2 separate regions of the Zea mays genome follow, and region 1 is linked to region 2. The links are chromatin contacts, called in public Hi-C maps. All regions are on one chromosome and are shown on one strand. The core of a region is the stretch at or near the end of the contact, and the rest is flanking DNA. Distances in the headings are between cores, read along the strand shown.

The links. Hi-C and Micro-C count contacts between places; a contact is called where the count stands out from the background.
Region 1: a Hi-C map of leaf mesophyll shows a contact between it and region 2, with 2.6 times the contacts expected there. The contact joins the promoter of LOC103640595 here to the promoter of LOC100383022 in region 2.

What each region holds. Positions count from the first base shown.
Region 1 is chr1:177,016,311-177,019,722 of Zm-B73-REFERENCE-NAM-5.0, forward strand. LOC103640595 (patatin-like protein 3) reads right to left here and starts at 1,428. Exons shown (of 3, transcript XM_020546533.2): 1 at 174-1,428; 2 at 1-48. The coding sequence starts at 1,292.
Region 2 is chr1:176,879,538-176,882,787 of Zm-B73-REFERENCE-NAM-5.0, forward strand. It overlaps LOC100383022 (Transducin/WD40 repeat-like superfamily protein), which reads left to right and starts at 1,395. Exons shown (of 16, transcript NM_001329466.1): 1 at 1,395-1,568; 2 at 1,661-1,855; 3 at 1,983-2,153; 4 at 2,395-2,788; 5 at 2,888-3,006. The coding sequence starts at 1,449. It overlaps LOC100381537 (putative AGC protein kinase family protein), which reads right to left and starts at 709. Exons shown (of 14, transcript NM_001174366.1): 1 at 176-709. The coding sequence starts at 417.

The sequences.
Region 1 (3,412 bases), core at 178-2,677, 140 kb after region 2:
GTTGCGCCCGCACGTGTGCCCGAACGCCATGGCCACTGCTTGGTCGACCTGAGCGCACAGACGCAAATGCCGGGGACGCGGTTAATAAACTTATGACTTAAAATTTCGACGGCAGCCGTACGTGTGACGCACTACTGTACGACTACGACGGGACGGAGGCTTTGGTTAATTACCATGTCGGCGACACCCTCGGAGGTGAGGCGGACCATCTCGGCGGGCGACGGCGAGCGCGGCGGGACGGGCGTCCGCCAGCCGGTGGAAGGAGCAGAAGCGGCGGCGGCGGAGGCGAAGGACGATCCCGAGCCGATGGACACGACGAGGAGGTCGTCGACGCCGGCGGCGAGCGGGAACTCCCGCTTGTTGTGGAGCACGTGCGTGATGGCGGCCGCGGCGGGGTTGCCCATGGCGGCGACGCCGCCGGACGCGGCGGCGATGGCCGTGCGGCCGTCCACGGACCGCACGGCGGGCGCGGCGCCCCCGGCGGCGGCGCAGGTGGCGGCGCACACGTCGCGGAGGCGGAAGTCGAGGCTGCCGCTCCCGACGGCGTCGGCGCGGGAGAAGAGGAAGGGCGCGGCCGTGGCCAGGTCGTAGCAGGGCACCAGCAGCGGCGCCACGGTGTCCCTGAGCGTGGCGTCCCCGAACACCCGCCGCAGCGGCGGCGAGGGCGCACCCCGCCTCCCCCCGCGCCGGAACAGCGCGGCCCACTTGCCCCGTACGCCCCCGCCGCCGCCGCTGCCCCACCCGCCGCCTCTCCCGAGGCTGGCCGCCACGAACGCCAGCGCGTCCGCCGCCGTGTACCGCGCCCGCCCGTCGTCGCCCCGCACGAACAGCATCGCGGCCAGCACGCCGCCGGCGCCGGCCCCCGCCGCCGCGTCGAAGAAGTCGGCCACGCGCGCGCCGGGGTCCCCCGCGCGCGCCCGCAGCGCCGCCTCCAGCCTCGCGAGCGCGGCCGCCGCCAGCAGCGCGTCGCCGGGGCCCGGCCCGCACCCGTCGATCGCCAGCACCCGCACCCTGCCGCGGTCCTCCCCGGGGCCCGGAGCCGCCGCCCGCGCTGGCGTGCCCGGCACGGAGCCGCCGCCGAAGAGGAACTTGCTCTCGAGTAGGGAGAAGATCTCGTAGCTCAGCTTGCCCAGGTCCACGTCGGGCGGAGACGACGCCATAGCCGCTGCTGCAGCTGGGGCCTGGCGGGGCTCGCGGATGATGGGAGGTGGGACGGGAGTAGGAGAGTGACGAGCTGTCGGTTGAGGTGGTGATGGGCTGATGGGTGATGCCGTGATGGCTCCACTACTCATCAGCGCGCGCGCGCGGCCTTTATAGATGGCCCCCACCCACCAGCACCCCCAGTGCGCGTTTCTGCTCTGCTGCGCCAGGAGAAGAAGGCGGGTTTCGTGGAAGCCGTCTCCTGTGCAGGGTGGCGTTGCGTAGAGGTGTATCGGATCTGGCCGTTTGAACTTTGAATGTTGTTATGAATAAGCAGTGAGGATTACCAAGCTTATTAGGTTTTTTTGCCTGTGACATCCATGGAAAGAAGGGCGACGATCCGATCCGACTGATGAGGTATGATGTCAGTCTTCTGATGCTAACTAGATGGGTGCCCGTGCGTTGCAACGAGAGTATATAATATCACGATAAATGTGTGTTATATTGCTAGAAGAAAATATTTTGTAATTTATTTGTAATCCTAGCCATACATAAATTTTGTGATAGTTAGGTGCATGAGCGTTGTAACGACATATAAAATATACGACAAAATGTTAGTGCACAATGATTACATAAGAACGAACATCATATTTATTATCGACCTTAATATCGCACAAATTCTTTTATAACAATCATCTAGTATACTCTACGCTTCGAGGCCACACGCACGAACTGCTGCTCTACTATCCTGCAACCAAACACAAGCCTAGTGCAATAATCTCGGCCTCTCGGGGGGCCATGGCCAGGGCCAGGCAAAAAAGCGCAATAATCTCAGTATGAAGAAAAACAAGGTGCAGTAATCAGCTGTATGGTGCTCATGAGAGAGAGAGAGATTGATACTCTTTCGAACCGAATGATGGAAGATGGGACAGAAAGGGTTTCCTGACCAGTAATCGCACTTCACCCATGTTTTTGACAGAGCATCAGTGATGGCAGCCACGACCACGAAGCGGAGCAAAGCAGAACGCATCAGCAGACAGATTTGTCTGGGGACATGGCGCATTATTGACTGTTGACGACCACCGCCTCATGCTCCCGCACTCCCTCCCCCTTGCACTTGCAGGTCGCAGCCTTTTCCGGGCCGCGCCAGATTTGCGTTTCCCCTCCGCGCTGGCTCCCACCCCCAGGCCCGAGGCCCCAGCCCACGCGGCGGCAACGCGCGCTCACACCTGCTCAACCACTGCCCGCGACAGCTCGGCCCCACCAACCACGTAAGGAGACCCGAACGAGTTCACCAATCACCAGGCGTGCAGAGTACATGGTGCGCCTCGTGGCCGGCTGGCTCGGCAGTTCGTGCCCGAGCCCGGCGGACGGCAAGGGAGTGGGGCTGGAAAGCAACGGGGCAACAACACAAGCCACGCCCACCGGCGATGGCGCGGGGGTAGGGTGGGGTGGGCGAGTGGAGTGAGGCGCAAAAGGCCGAGACCCATGTCCACACCCAGACACCCCATCGCGCGCGCCCGCAGCGTCGATAGAGAAAATAACCACGGTGTTATTTTAGAGCAACTCCAAGAAGGTACTAAAAAAATGCTTCCCCAAGATCACTTATTGGTGGCCGTTGTTAGAATAATTTCTCCCCAAAAAACTTAGCCCACAACAGACTGCTATAAAGTGATCGCTAATTTTTTTGAAACAACTTAAGTGGGCCACGGCAAACCAACTGTGTTTTTTCGTTCCAATGCCTCATGCAGCAGCAGGCATCAGACATGCATACTGTAGTCTCCAATTAAAGCATGAACCATAGAGCAGCAATTCCACGACCACAATTCAAAAGCAGGCGTCTCTCTTCACTGCAACATGAAACACTTGCTGGAATTGACAATGGAGCACAAGTGGCATCTCTGTTTTGGTTGTGTAGATCAGCTAGAGAAGTTGGCAACCCTCCAATTCAAGCATGAACCACACAGTGACATATTCATTAATCAAAACAGACTCCCAGCAAAACTTCTAGAAAGTATACTGGAACAACTACCACAAGCTACTGAGTTTTAGCCAATATACAGCACAATGCATGGACAGAAGCTAGCTAATTCGAGGGATTCTCCATGCTTAAAGCTACTTCAAAAATTCCAGTGCACAAACTTTGAAATTAAAGACAGATTATAAATATTTTACCTCAGTCTAATTTCTTCTGGTAACTTCTCTTTACAGTATCAAGAGTTGTAATTGGAAATGGCAGCGAACGAGTTACTGAGTTCAGCACTAAAACACG
Region 2 (3,250 bases), core at 145-2,644:
ATCACTTAGCAATTACTAGAAGACCGAGGCCAACTGCCCAGCTCAAAGTTACATCACTTGATAAATATAGCGATTTGCCAGCACTGAGCCCCCTCAAATCACCCAGGCACACGCGCATTGCCATCACACCAGGAAGGAAAGTGGAGTGGAGTGGAGTGGAGTGGAGTGGACTGACCTCTCCTTGCGCTCCTGAAGCGACTTCATCTGCGACTTGTAGTGGTTCTCGATGTACTGCTTCGCCGCCGCCACCTTCTGCTTGGTGGCGCTAGACAGCGCCTCCTCCCCCGCCGCGGCGGCCATCCTCGCGGAGTTGCCGGCGCCACCGTTGGGCGACGCCGGCGCCGGCGTCTTGGCGCCCCGCTCTCTGTCCTTGTCCCGCGGCTGCAGCTTCTGGAGCCAGCTCCGGGCGGAATCCATGGGGCGGGCCCGCGAGTGTCGGCGGCGGCGGGATCGGATCAGCGCCGAGGGGGTGGCATTGGCAGGTGCGGGGATTGAGTTGAGTCAGAAGCTTGGTGTCCCGCCCGCGCCCGCGCGGGATCTCCGGATCTGGTAGTTGCACTAGGGTTCGACGCGGGAGGCACGGGCACGAGCGCCGCCGCGATTTGCTCGGGGTAAACTCGCGCTCCAAGCAAGTGGGCACTGCTGCTGGTGGTGGGCTTCGATTCCGCTTCGATTCGCAGCTGCTGGCTGCTGGCTGGCTGCCTGCCTGCTGCCGACTGCCGTGCTGCGACTGCGAGAGAAGAGAAAATCACGCGCCGTCCACGTTGGCCGAGATAAAATAAGAAAGATTGGGATGCCCAATTATTATTACGACGTGCTGCCTGTTTCTGTTTCGCGTGGCAACTTTCAAAAGACGCGCGAGGGCGCGTGTTTCGTGTTTACGTATAAAAAACCGAATCGTAAGACTCTTAATTTTATATTATAAGATTTAAGGATCGGATCGGATTAGGATCGGATCTTATTTCTATTTATTTTTGAACTAAAATTTATTTAGGGCCCTACTATTTTGTGAAGAACCATTTGGATCGCGATCCATTACCACCCCTACGTAAGAGCATCTCAGACGGATAAAAAAAGTTAGAAAATTAAATTTGTATCAGAAATTCTAAATCTAATCTAAAGTATGATATAAGGATAAGGATAACACTGTGAGCCTTGGCCTTGGACATCATTCTTGCAAGCTACCCTAAGGCCTAATCCAGCCCGGCCTCATCGACAGGGACAAAGGAGCTCGGCTCGGCCCAGTCCATTATCCTACAGCCCAAATACGAAGCGGGTTTAGGCCCGTTAACCCGTTCAGAGCCACTCTTCGCCAGTTCGCCTCGGCAAACAAGGCCCCAAAACCCTACTACTCTGTCGAGCCAGCGCCGTCTCCCTCCCCCACTCCATTCCCACTCGGACTTGGACCCCAAAACCCTAGCGGCTAGCGCCTCCTCGCCGTCACCGCCATGATCACCGGCGGCCAGAGCTACGTCTCGGCGCCGCCGGCCTTCTCGGCCGACGGGCGCCTCCTCCTCGTCTGCTCCGGTCGCGCCGTCTCCGTCTTCAGCACCGCCACCGCCATGCTAGTAAGCCCGGCCCCGTGCGCCGCCGTCTTCGATGAAGGAAATTTGTTGAGGTGCGGGTTGTGACTGTTGTCGGGGGTTTTGGTGTGTCGCAGGTGTCGGAGCTGGAGGGGCACGAGGGGGACGTCACCGCCGTGGTGGTGGTGGCGCCGCCAGCGCAGGCGACCGCGGCGGCCAAGCTTGCGAGCTACTGCTGGACGGCGGGGCTCGACGGGGTGCTCATCTACTGGGACTTCTTGGCCGCGGAGGTGATGCGGAAGGTCCAGGTTGGGCTCCCCGTCCACTCCATGGTAAGCTCAACCTGCTGCCTCCTCGATTTCTGTTGCTCTGGTTATCATTAGTTTGTATTCTGAGCTGAGAAAAATCGAGATTACATGTGCCAATGTGCGTGCTTGTGATTTGATTCCGTGAGTGCAGGTGGTTCCTGACATATATAGGACCTCAAAAGGAGTTGAGGTGTCGAGCCCCTTTGCATTCATCTCTGTGGAGGATACGAGTAAGCTGGCAAGTGAACCAAAAGCGCTGTGTGGGCAGATGAGAGTTTATGACCTGACAAAGGGGCGCCAAGTGGGTGGCCTCCTGGCCGAGGTGAGAAGCTTTATAATAAATCTTTGTCACTCAATATCTGTCAATTTCCACATAATAAATCTTGGTCTTTAATGTACTTTATATTGACGGTTATGCTTGCTGATGCTCTTGGTATTTGAATCGAATATAATAAGTTTTCAAATTTCAATTATAAAGTACAGAATTATGTTGAATATGTGTCACTTCTGTTTTTTAATGTTACAACCTTGCTTCCATGAACTATTTGCTCTGATCTAAACAGACACGTAAACCAGAAAAGATCGTTGCAAGTAGTTCTGGAGAATTCTTGGGCATTACAAATAAAAGAAAGCTCCATATATGGCGCATACCAACAAAAGATTTCAAGCCTGACAAGATAAGGAAGATAAAGCTCCGGCACACCAAACACTTGACCACTCTGGCATTCCATCCAACTGAGAGAACTGTGGCTGGTGGTGATGTAACAGGGCGGATCCTGATTTGGAGATGTTTTGGAAACTCAAAGTTCTCTGAAAGTAGTGTACAGTCGAAAGAGGATGACGGAAGGGATGGTGTTAGGGGGGATGATGATGCAGACACTTGCACAACATGGCATTGGCACTCAAGCAGTGTGAGGTTTCTCAAGTTTTCTTCTGATGGAGCATACTTGTTTTCAGGTTTAGCATACTGAGTCATTTACTTTCTGTCTATGTCAATTTAACTCAGTCTTTCCCTGGAAGACCTGTACTTCTCAATGACAATTTTTTCTATGTTAGGTGGTTTGGAGGGAGTTATTGTTGTGTGGCAACTAGATACTGGAAAGAGAAGGTATAAACCACGTCTGGGGTCTCCTCTTTTGTTCTTTGTAGATTCTCCAGATTCTTCCATTTCCTGCGTAAGTGTCCTTTTCTCTCTAAACTATTCTTTGTTATGCTTTACAAGAACCCAATGCCTTTTGCTCTGCAGAGCAAATTATATTATTGATTTATGAAGTTTTTGATAACTGTATTCCCGCATTCCATATGAGTTACTGCTTAGTTAATGTTCCAGTCTTGCCCAGATGTTAAGTCACTAATCCATTAGAATCAAAACAGTAGTTCAAAACTCAGGCCACTAGATGTCCAAGTCTAGAGCATTGT